2 separate regions of the Astyanax mexicanus genome follow, and region 1 is linked to region 2. A link is a contact called in public Hi-C data. All regions are on one chromosome and are shown on one strand. The core of a region is the stretch at or near the end of the contact, and the rest is flanking DNA. Distances in the headings are between cores, read along the strand shown.

Evidence for each region. Hi-C and Micro-C count contacts between places; a contact is called where the count stands out from the background.
Region 1: a Hi-C map of muscle shows a contact between it and region 2, with 19 times the contacts expected there. The contact joins the enhancer-like site here to the promoter of gdpd5b in region 2. A contact is called at or near these places in 2 of 3 Hi-C or Micro-C datasets (both in muscle).

Annotation. Positions count from the first base shown.
Region 1 is chr18:29,720,139-29,725,279 of AstMex3_surface, forward strand. gdpd5b (glycerophosphodiester phosphodiesterase domain containing 5b) reads left to right here. Exons shown (of 18, transcript XM_015604160.3): 12 at 139-296; 13 at 2,462-2,609; 14 at 3,527-3,609. Among protein-coding and RNA genes, the nearest start is that of hspa13, 32 kb to the right of the region's middle. Within about 2 kb of position 2,658, the one cell type or tissue checked has an H3K27ac peak away from gene starts, as active enhancers do.
Region 2 is chr18:29,624,825-29,629,720 of AstMex3_surface, forward strand. gdpd5b (glycerophosphodiester phosphodiesterase domain containing 5b) reads left to right here and starts at 2,892. Exons shown (of 18, transcript XM_015604160.3): 1 at 2,892-3,454.

The sequences.
Region 1 (5,141 bases), core at 1,408-3,907, 95 kb after region 2:
TGGTTGGTCCTTGAGATCTGCCTGGCCTGGCCTGGCCTTGGCTTGACTATGGGATACTTATGGAACAGTTTGTAATCTTTGCTTTGTACAACAGTGCCCCCTATTGGTGAAAATGATACTAATGTATCGTATGTGCAGGTGCGGTGGAGTGAGGACTGGGACAGGGAGCAGGTGAGGCTGGAGGCTCCAGGCTTCCAGCAAATCTCCACAAAGAAGCAGCCGCTGGAGACTCTCCATAAGAAGGGCATCAGCAAGCTCCTGCTGCGCTACAACCAAGCCACAGCTCGAGATGTGCGGTGAGACACAGTACCCCTCCTTCACAGGCTTTTTTTGTTTCTGTGCCCCACTTTTGTAGTTGGCTTGAGGGTGCAGAAGAAAAACACTAATGAGGTCTGTCTATTCTTGCTGCCTAGATGTTTTATTGATAGAATTATGTACAACAGGGTTTGATTGCTAAAAATTAAATATAATATAAATTTTACAGTTGCTTAAAAACTAACTTCATAAAATTGTATTATATTTGCCTTTAAGAAAACCTCATTATTTGCCTTGTAGCAGCCAATTTATACTCAATTGCTGTACACTGTGCAACATCATTAATATACATATGTACCACCCTGCAGGAAGATCCAGCTCAAAACCAGCCTTTTCTGGTTGCAGATGGTCATACTGGTGGTTTAGGTTGCAACTTCTTCTTAGCCTGTATCAGAGGTGTCAAGTAACTAAGTACAAATGCTTCGTTACTGTACTTTAAAGGAGTCCTTCTGCTAAAATCCACTTTTTCTTGTTCTTTGTGAAATACAATAGGTCTCTCTGAGTCTCTCTATGATGCTGCACATGAAACTCTTCTCAATCTCCGTTGTCTGCAGTAGCTAGTAAAAGAAAATATTCAGAAAAACGAGTCGATCAGAAAAAAGCACTGTGTTTACGTCAACCCGTAAATTAGTATTCGTGGCCTCACCCACCTTGGCTGACGACCGTCCACTGGCAGAGCCAGGCATGTCTAGTCAGACAGGAGCTAGCAGCGCTAGGAACAACATGACAAAAGTTTGTTCCTGTGTTATTTGTGCAAATACCACATCAGTGTTATATGCTTTGCCCAGTAATACAGAGCTAAGAAACAAATGGTTAGAATTTGTCTATGAAACACCACCAGCGAAGTACAATTGAGATAGGTAGGTATGTAATTTAAGAACAGTTCTGTTTACACTAGTTAAATGTCATTTTCTGGACGTGGACTACCCACCTCTGTGTGTAACTATAGGTTTACATAGGCTCTCCGGTGGATTTGGCATTTTACAGAGGCTCTAAGACTAGACCAGTGACTGAACTGCACTAAACAGGGCTTTACACATGTTGTAAAGTAACATTTGACATTGCAAAGGCTGTTATTAGTGCAAAAATGTCTTTATTTTAAAATGTTTCTAACTGTTGTCTGTCTGGTCCGTGCCTCCTACTGTTAGCCAATCAGAGGCGATGTTTTTGCATATAGGAATATCATGTCTACCCGCCACTCCTCCACTGGAGTAAAGCAGCATTGTACCTAATCACCTGAGCACTTTTTTTTTTTCTCACAAAAAACAGGTGTTCATTCATTCTAGAAACCGCATTTTAAAATGAATGAAAAAAAAGGTGGAATGAGACCTTTTAGTAAAAATGTTGGTTATCTACTCTTTACTGTAGAGTAATTATTTTTCAGATTACTTTTTATTTCTATTCTTTACATTTTCACCCAATTATCTGAACTTTTTACTCCTTACATTTTAAAAATGGCCTAAAAATGGCCTCCCATTTTATTTCAGCTTGTTTTCATTCTGGCTTTTTTAATTTAAAATCTATTTAAACAAATCTCTTTATCCAGATCGAGCGAATCTGATTGTGGTTGGATGAGAAGTATAAACATATACCAATCTGACAGCCTATTAGTTTATATGCAACTCATCACACCTGCACATCATGTCACGCCCCACACTGCAGCAAGAACTTAGAAGACGTATGAAGCCTAGTATGAAGACGATCTGTGTAGCAGAGACTCTGAGAGTCCTCTGAGAAAATTACAGACTGAATTAACTACTGTTTTTCACTGAATTCCATGGTCCTCTAGTAATTTTAGTCCCGTCCGAACAGACATCTCTGAGTTTCGTCACTTTGCGTTTAATAAAATAGCTATTTCTCCACTGCTGCGCACCGTAATTCTTTCGAGATCCATGTAAACATAACAGCGAGTGGAAATGGAGGAGCTACTGAACACGATTTCACATGACCGAGAAAGCCAAAAAACTCACTGGTCCTCCTGTTTTTTTATTGCAGTCCGGATGCAGGAGTTTTATCACTGAGTAAAAGTGTAAAATATTTTTCACCTTTTGGCCTGTATAAAACATAACGTTGCAGGTATGTCCCTGTCTCAGGTTTCTATGTGTGTAATTAGAGGTGTGAATATATATGTGTGTGTGTTTTACAGGACGTATGCAGCGGGGAACGTCAGCATGACTCTGTACACTGTGAACGAGCCGTGGCTGTACTCTCTGTTGTGGTGCAGTGGGGTGCAGTCGGTCTCCTCTGAGGCTCCGCAGCTCCTCAAGAAAGTGCTGTCCCCCCTCTGGCTAATGGTGAGAGAGTCAGCGAGTCTCTACAGCTTGCTTCTTCACACTGCCACGCTCGGCAGACCAGCACTGGCCTCTGGGCAGCTCAGAGCAACCGGACATCTGCCACAATTACCTTATTTTTAGAGGAACCTCAATTATTTTCTACATTCTCTTTAAAGTATAAACTTGGTGAATTTTATGCGCTATTTTGTGCCTGCCCTTTTAGTGTTGAGCTTTTTAAAAGATTTACAGATCATCACTGGCACAAAAAAAATATTGTACCGCATTTTTTATAAATGGTATAATAATATTAATTAATAAAGTTCCCTAAACAGCTTGAAATATTTAACATTTGGAAAATAATTGATGTGTAATTACACTGCTAATAGTAGGAACATAGGAGGAGAAATATTATCTTTAATGAAAAGTAATATTAAAATATTTTATTTCAAGTAGTTTTGGATTCATTATGAAATTTTAAAACCGTGTAAAGAACAACTGCCAGGTTCACATAAAAAAAAAAAAAAAACAGTCAAAAATTAAATTGGCAAAAAGTCTTAAGGTGAAAATCTTTGATTTTGACTGCTACAAAATAGAATAATAGTATTTTATAACATATATATATATATATATATATATATATATATATATATATATATATATATACACCCTATACATTGCTAATGTCACATAGTGATGTTCTAATTCATAGTGATGATCGCTAATTTCTGTTAAAAAAGTTAAAAATAGTGAGCTCTTCAAAATTTCTGCACATATTTTACAAATAAAATTTTTGTTAAATCATCTTTCCAGTAATAATCCTCCACACTTTACCAGCAGCGCTGATGATGAGATCATCTGCATGTGATGATTGTTTAACTGTTTGTGTTACAGCACCATCTAGTGTCTGTTGTGTTAAAACACTGATTTTACTCTTTCAGAGCCCAGATGAGTACTGCCTGATTTGGGTGGCCACTGATCTCATCTCCTTCGCTTTAGTGCTGGGAATTTTCATATTCCAGAAGTAAGAGCTTCCTTTGTTTTTCTTGTGACCTTTGAGTAGAAAGCATGTAATGGCCCCATCAGTAAGAAATGTAGGTTATATGGGCTGCAGAGGTTTTAGGCACCAGTGCATTTTTTTTAAATATGTATATTAAATAATGTTTTCAATAAGGTGTTGGATGATATTTATAAATACTACTAGACTCCCATGAGAAGAACATTGGAGATGTTTTACTAAACACAGGTGCCTAAAACTTGTACAGTGTATAGTAAACTACTATTGAGCTATTAACTAACTAAAATTTACAAACCTACTGGAAAATAAGATACCTTATAGGTGATTTATCTTTGCTATTAAAGCCATCATATTAAGTTCTGGGGCTCTGTATTATGAATTGGACCCCGTTGGCCACTGAGTGGAGCCTTCAGTTTAGTCCAAATGAAGTCTAGTCTGCAGGGAACAGCAAATGTTCTTTGATCTGTCTACAAAAATAAATATCTTCGCTGGGTTTCTGCAGGCTAAATCATCACAGCTCTCTTGTGGGATTCCCAGAACAGGCCTGTGGAAGTCACTGGTAATCTACAGTAGCAGCTGTGATTGATTATTTTCACTGTGTGCTTCAGACAGAAACGTATTAACTCATGGTGCCATATACTGCTGTAAAATTATAAATAAGAGAGAAATAATAAATGAAAAGGAGACGAAACACAATAAGTAAGAAGAAAAAAAACATATAGCAGGAAAAACTGATATATACAGCTCTGAAAAAAAATAAGAGACCACTTCAGTTTCTGAATCAGTTTCTCTGATTTTGCTATTTATAGGTACATGTTTGAGTAACATTAAATATTGTTGTTTTATTCTATAAACTATGAACAACATTTCTCCCAAATTCCAAGTAAGAATATCGTTATTTAGAGCATTTACTGTATTTTGCAGAAAATGAGAAATGGCTGAAATGTAGATGAAGATGCAGAGCTTTCAGACCTCAAATAATGCATTTTCATCAAGTTTTAAGAGTTCCGAAATCAATATTTGGTGGAGTAACCCTGTTTTTTAATTACAGTTTTCATGCATGTTCTCCTCCACCAGTCTTACACACTGCTTTTGGATAACTTTATGCCTTTACCCCTGGTGCAAAAATTAAGCAGTTCAGCTTGGTTTGATGGCTTGTGATCATCCATCTTCCTCTTGATTATATTCCAGAGGTTTTCAATTTGGTAAAATCAAAGAAACTTATTTTAAAATCTTATTTTTTCCAGAGCTGTAAAGTTTTAGCACCGATATCGCAATGTACACGTACGATATTCACATTGCAAAATATGCAATGTTTTGTGCAATTTCGATATACATTTCTTACAAAATCTTTAAAAATTAAGTTTTTATCATTTTACATGACAATATAAATCTGATTATTTATTATATCTACATAATACAATTTATTGTATTCCAACCAATTGCATTCTTAATGTTATGATATGTTGGATCACTGACTTCTGTAAAAAAAAAAATTCCAGTAACTTTTAATATGGCAATATACTGTTAAAAAAAAT
Region 2 (4,896 bases), core at 1,642-4,141:
GTTCCTTCCAAACAACTCAATCTTGGTTTCATCTGTTCACAGTATATTTAGCCAGTACTGCTGTGGAACATCCAGGTGCTCTTTTGCAAACTTCAAACGTGCAGCAATGTTTTTTTGGACAGCAGTGGATTCTTTGTGGTGTCCTCCCATGAACTTTGATGTTTTCCTTATTGTAGATTTGTCAACAAAAATGTTAGCATGTGTCAGAGATTTCTGTAAGTCTTCACCTGACACTCTAGGATTCTTCCTCACCACATTGATCATTCTGCGCTGTGCTCTTACAGTCTGTCTTACTGTGGACACATGAACATCAAGGCTTTTAGAGATACTTTTGTAACCCTTTCCAGCTTTTTGTGCAAGACACTAATCACATCAAGCAATGCTTCTTAAGAACAGCAAACTCAAAACTGGTGTGTGTTTTTATAGGGCAGGGCAGCTTTAACCAACACATGCAATCTCATCACATTCTGACTCCAATTAGCTCTTAGAAAAGTCTTTAGCCTAGGGGTTCACATACTCCCCCCCTCCTTCACTGTGAATGTGAACATGTTGTGTTCAATAAAACCATGCAAACATATAATTATTTGGTGTCCTTGGTGATTGCTAAGGTGTTGCTAAGAGGTTACTAAAGTGTTGCTATGGTATCTGTGTTGGTTGCGATGAAGTTTCTAAGTGGTTGCAAAAGTGTTGCTAGGTGGTTGCTAAGGTGTTGCTAAGCATTAGCCAGGTAGTTGCTAAGAGGTTTCTAGATGGTTGCTATGGTATTGCTAATCTGTTACTAAGTGGTTGCTAATGTGTTGCTAGGGGGATGCTAAAGTGGTGCAATGGTGTCTGTGGTGCTTGCCATGTTGATGATAGTAGCGTATATGCATAAATTGGGTTATAAAGTGTGTGTGCAACATGCAAACTAATGGCGTGGCTATGGACTCTAGGTTGCTCTGGCTGTGCGGGGCGTCCAATCTTTTGACCAGTAGTTGCTTTATCCAGCAGCTCCTCCATACACTCACTGTACTGGAGTGCTGGCTGGGGGGCCGGGGTACCCAAACTTTTGACCAGTAGCTGCTTTATCCAGCAGCTCCTCCATACACACACAGTACTGGAGAGCAGGGGACAAAAATGGTTCTGTGCGCAGAGCTGCTGGTGTGCGAGATTAAAAAAAATGTGTACGACAATTGTACGTAAACCGTACATCGTATCGTTTCGTACAACATATTTTCGTAAAGAACGTGATAGATTCCATAGGCCAAAAAACATGAAGTTTATTGCTTTGTAATGTACAATCATACATATGTAGCTTTTCAAAATAATGTTCTAGTTTCTCAAAACAATGAATTTGTATTAGTGGTGTCAATCGATTAAAAAATGTAATCCGATTAATCACAACAAAATTATGTGATTAACTGAGATTTACCGCATTTGTTTTTTTCTTGAGACGCACATTTTTATAGTGGATATTTAAATATAAATAAAAGAATGAATGTAAGAAATGTAAAATGCAATTACTGTATATTTATGGTGTCACTTAAAATAATAGTATACACTTGTATGTTGAATCGGATATAAAATCAGAGTAGAGTGCTGGAATAAAGCATGCATGATAAATTGGATTGTAAATGTCTCAGCTTGGTTGTGACAGCGCGCGCGCGTGTGTGTCTGTGCGAGTGAGCGAGAGAGAGAAATATGCTGCGTCCAGAAACCCCAAAAGTGTCTCCTTTTTCCTACCGATCCTCCTCCTCTCCTCCGTGACCCGGAAACTGATTTCGTGAGGCCATCTTGCCGCCTGTCCGAATACCGTAGGAGACGAAAGAAGCCGCTTAAAATCCACCTGTAGTAGGCTTCCAACGGAGGTTACATCAGTGTATCCTACTCCGGAAGACTTTTAAGGATTTTCCAATGACATCACTGCATCCATGCCCACAGAGCACGCGAAAATGGGGAAGGCAACGCCCAAATGTACGTCATAAACATATTAATTAACTAGGTTCCTTATCTAATTAAACAGCCAGTAAAGCAGTAATATAATTTATAATTTAGATAAACTGTATGCTCAATAAAACTATATTTATGATCCTATGTGTATCATGTTATACATATAAAAACATTATTTATAATATATATAATTTTAATTAATTCATTTATTTACTTATTTATTTTAACTTAGGGACTGATGAGGAAACTGAATCCCTCATAAGGCTGAGGTCAGACAGGGCTGCCAGAGTCACTGGTCAGAGATGCGGCCTAAAATGCGGCTGGGAGTAAACAGGATTTTATTGGAATATCTGAATTTTTAGCTGTGTGTGATAGTAATGTTCTGAAACGTGCTGAAAGTGAGCGTTGTGATTGGCTCAGTTCAACGGTAGTCAACATCCTATCTAAAAGGGATCAGCTGTCCCATTTCCCCAATTACAGCTCCTTCCCTCCATTCCTCCTCCTCTCCTCGATTCCTCCACCTTCTTCCGGGGTAGGAGAGGAGGAGTAGGAAAGGAGGAGTAGGAGAGGAGGAGTAGCAAAAGTTTCTGGACGCAGCCATAGAGAGAGAGAAATATACAGAGAGAAATAGAGAGAAAGAGGAATAGAAATCTCTGACCGGCTCTGAGCTGGAACTTCACAGCGCTCCGTTCAGCTGTTCAGCCGGAGGACAGATCAGTGCGTTGGGCGGGGGCGGGGCAGATTACGGCGGAAGTAGGGGTCAAACTTGGTGCCTTAATTAACTTGCGTTACTGATTCCAAATTAACAGCATGTGTTAACGCTTTAACTTTGACAGCGATAATTTGTATATAAAACTAATGTAATGTAAAATAATTACAGAGTATATAAAGAAATGACTTAGAATATCTACACAATGAGATAAGAGTATCTTAATATGATTGTAATACAGTTTTACAGTATAGCACTGTATCTCAGTGCTGGTTGATTTCAGGCTGTTCAGCTCCTCCTCCTCTCTTTATCTCTGATTCTGAGTGACTGAGAGAGTGAGAGAGAGAGAGTGAGTGAATGAGGTGAATGAACAGCAGAGAGCAGCACAGCGCAGCTCAGCCCGCAGATCCGCCCACTCCTGCTCTACTATCCTAGGTTACTCCAGTGAGACGCTGCCTGCCGGCTGTGGAGCTCCTCCAGCACAACACTGCTGACAGCACAAAGCGCGGAGAGCAAGGTGAACCCGGCCAGCGGCACAACAAACAGGCGGGGTAGTTTTACACACAGCCCGCCGGAGGGGTTTTATACTGTAGAAACAGCTTTAAAACAACAGAAAGCAGCAGCTCAGACACTGATACAGAGCGGGACGCGGTTCTCCACCTTCTCCTGGGCTGAGCAGCTGTGGGTCCTGCAGGTTTAGGCGTGGAAAGAAGAGAAGAGAAGAGAAGAGAAGAGAAGAGTAGTTCATTGAGCAGGACAGGCTGGGCTGAGACTGTTCTCCTGGACTGAGAGCTGAAGAAAACCAGTTAGAATAAGGTAAGAAAGGTTCACACACCTGATATTAACTTTCCACAAGCCTGAAAACACACTGGAGTTCAAACTGTGAAAGCTGTAAGAATGAAAACATGGGATATGTGCTTGTTTATGATGTTTGTCAAACGTTCCTAAAGCTGAATTTGGTTTATTATGTTGCATCTCTAAAGTAACTAAATGGTTTGTTTGTTAGTTAGTTTGGGTAATAAGACAAACTGGTAGTGTTCTATCACTACTGTGGAGGCTCTACTGAAATATATTTTGCTCTTGGTGGTGGTGTTTGGTAGTTGGCTGGTTCTAGTGGTGGGCAAACCTGATTAAAATACGTTATTGTGATATTGCTGAAACAAACATCAGTCCTGCTACAAAAAAAAAAAAAAACAGTATGGGCATGGTTAAGCTGGTCTACATGGTCAAACATGGTCAACCTAATATAATCCAAATTAGATAACCAGTGTAACCAAGTATGAGCTTACCAGCATACTGGCTTGCTCTTGGTGGTGGTGGTGGTGTTTGGTAGTTGGCTGCCTGGTACTAGTGCTGAGCAATACTGATTAAAATACAATATTGTGATATTTCTGAAGATACACTAGTATTAGTCCTGCTGAAAACCACGCCACAAACAGAGTCGCTTGAGGTATGCTAAAGCACATTCAAAGAAGCCAGCTTAATTTTGGAATAAGGTGTTGTGTACTGATGAAACTAAAATTGAGTCATTTAAAGGGTGATATGCATGCCGGAAAAAAACAGTTTAAGACAATCGCTTGCTACCCACAGTAGTATTTGGTGGTGGTTCCATCATGCTGTGGGACTGTGGGGCCAGTGCAGGTACTGTGAATGTTGTTACAGTTGAGAGTCACATGGATTCTAGTCAATATCAGGAGAGAGGGGCTTAATACGTCAACAAGGCTTCAACACCGACCCTAAACACTGCTTAAAATGTGCTAAAGCATTCAATGGCCATCTCAGTTCCTAGATCAGAAACCATCAAACCTGACTGGACTGTTTTGTAAAGAAGAATGATCCAAAATATCTTCAACCAGAAGCCAGACTATATAGAAAGCATTTAGAGACTGTTATTCTTTAAAATGAGGATCTACTAAATATTACTGTTCAAATGTATGCACCTGCCTAATTTTGTTTTAAGAATTATTGCACACTTAAATAATATATAATAGAAATAATATAAATCCTATAAACTTAATCTCATTTTTCCAATATTACTGTGTTTGCTTTATGATATATTTATCTGAAATTGCTGATGCGAACAGCCAATGATTTACAGTATAAAGGAAAATCATGAAAATGATTAGTGGTGTCCAAACTTTTTCATACCACTGTATAACCAAAAAACAGTACACCTGGTTACCAGGTATTCTAGTATTAGTCCTGCTAAAAAAAAAAGCAGCACGGCCAGCTCAAGCTAGAAAGGCTGGTGTATATTT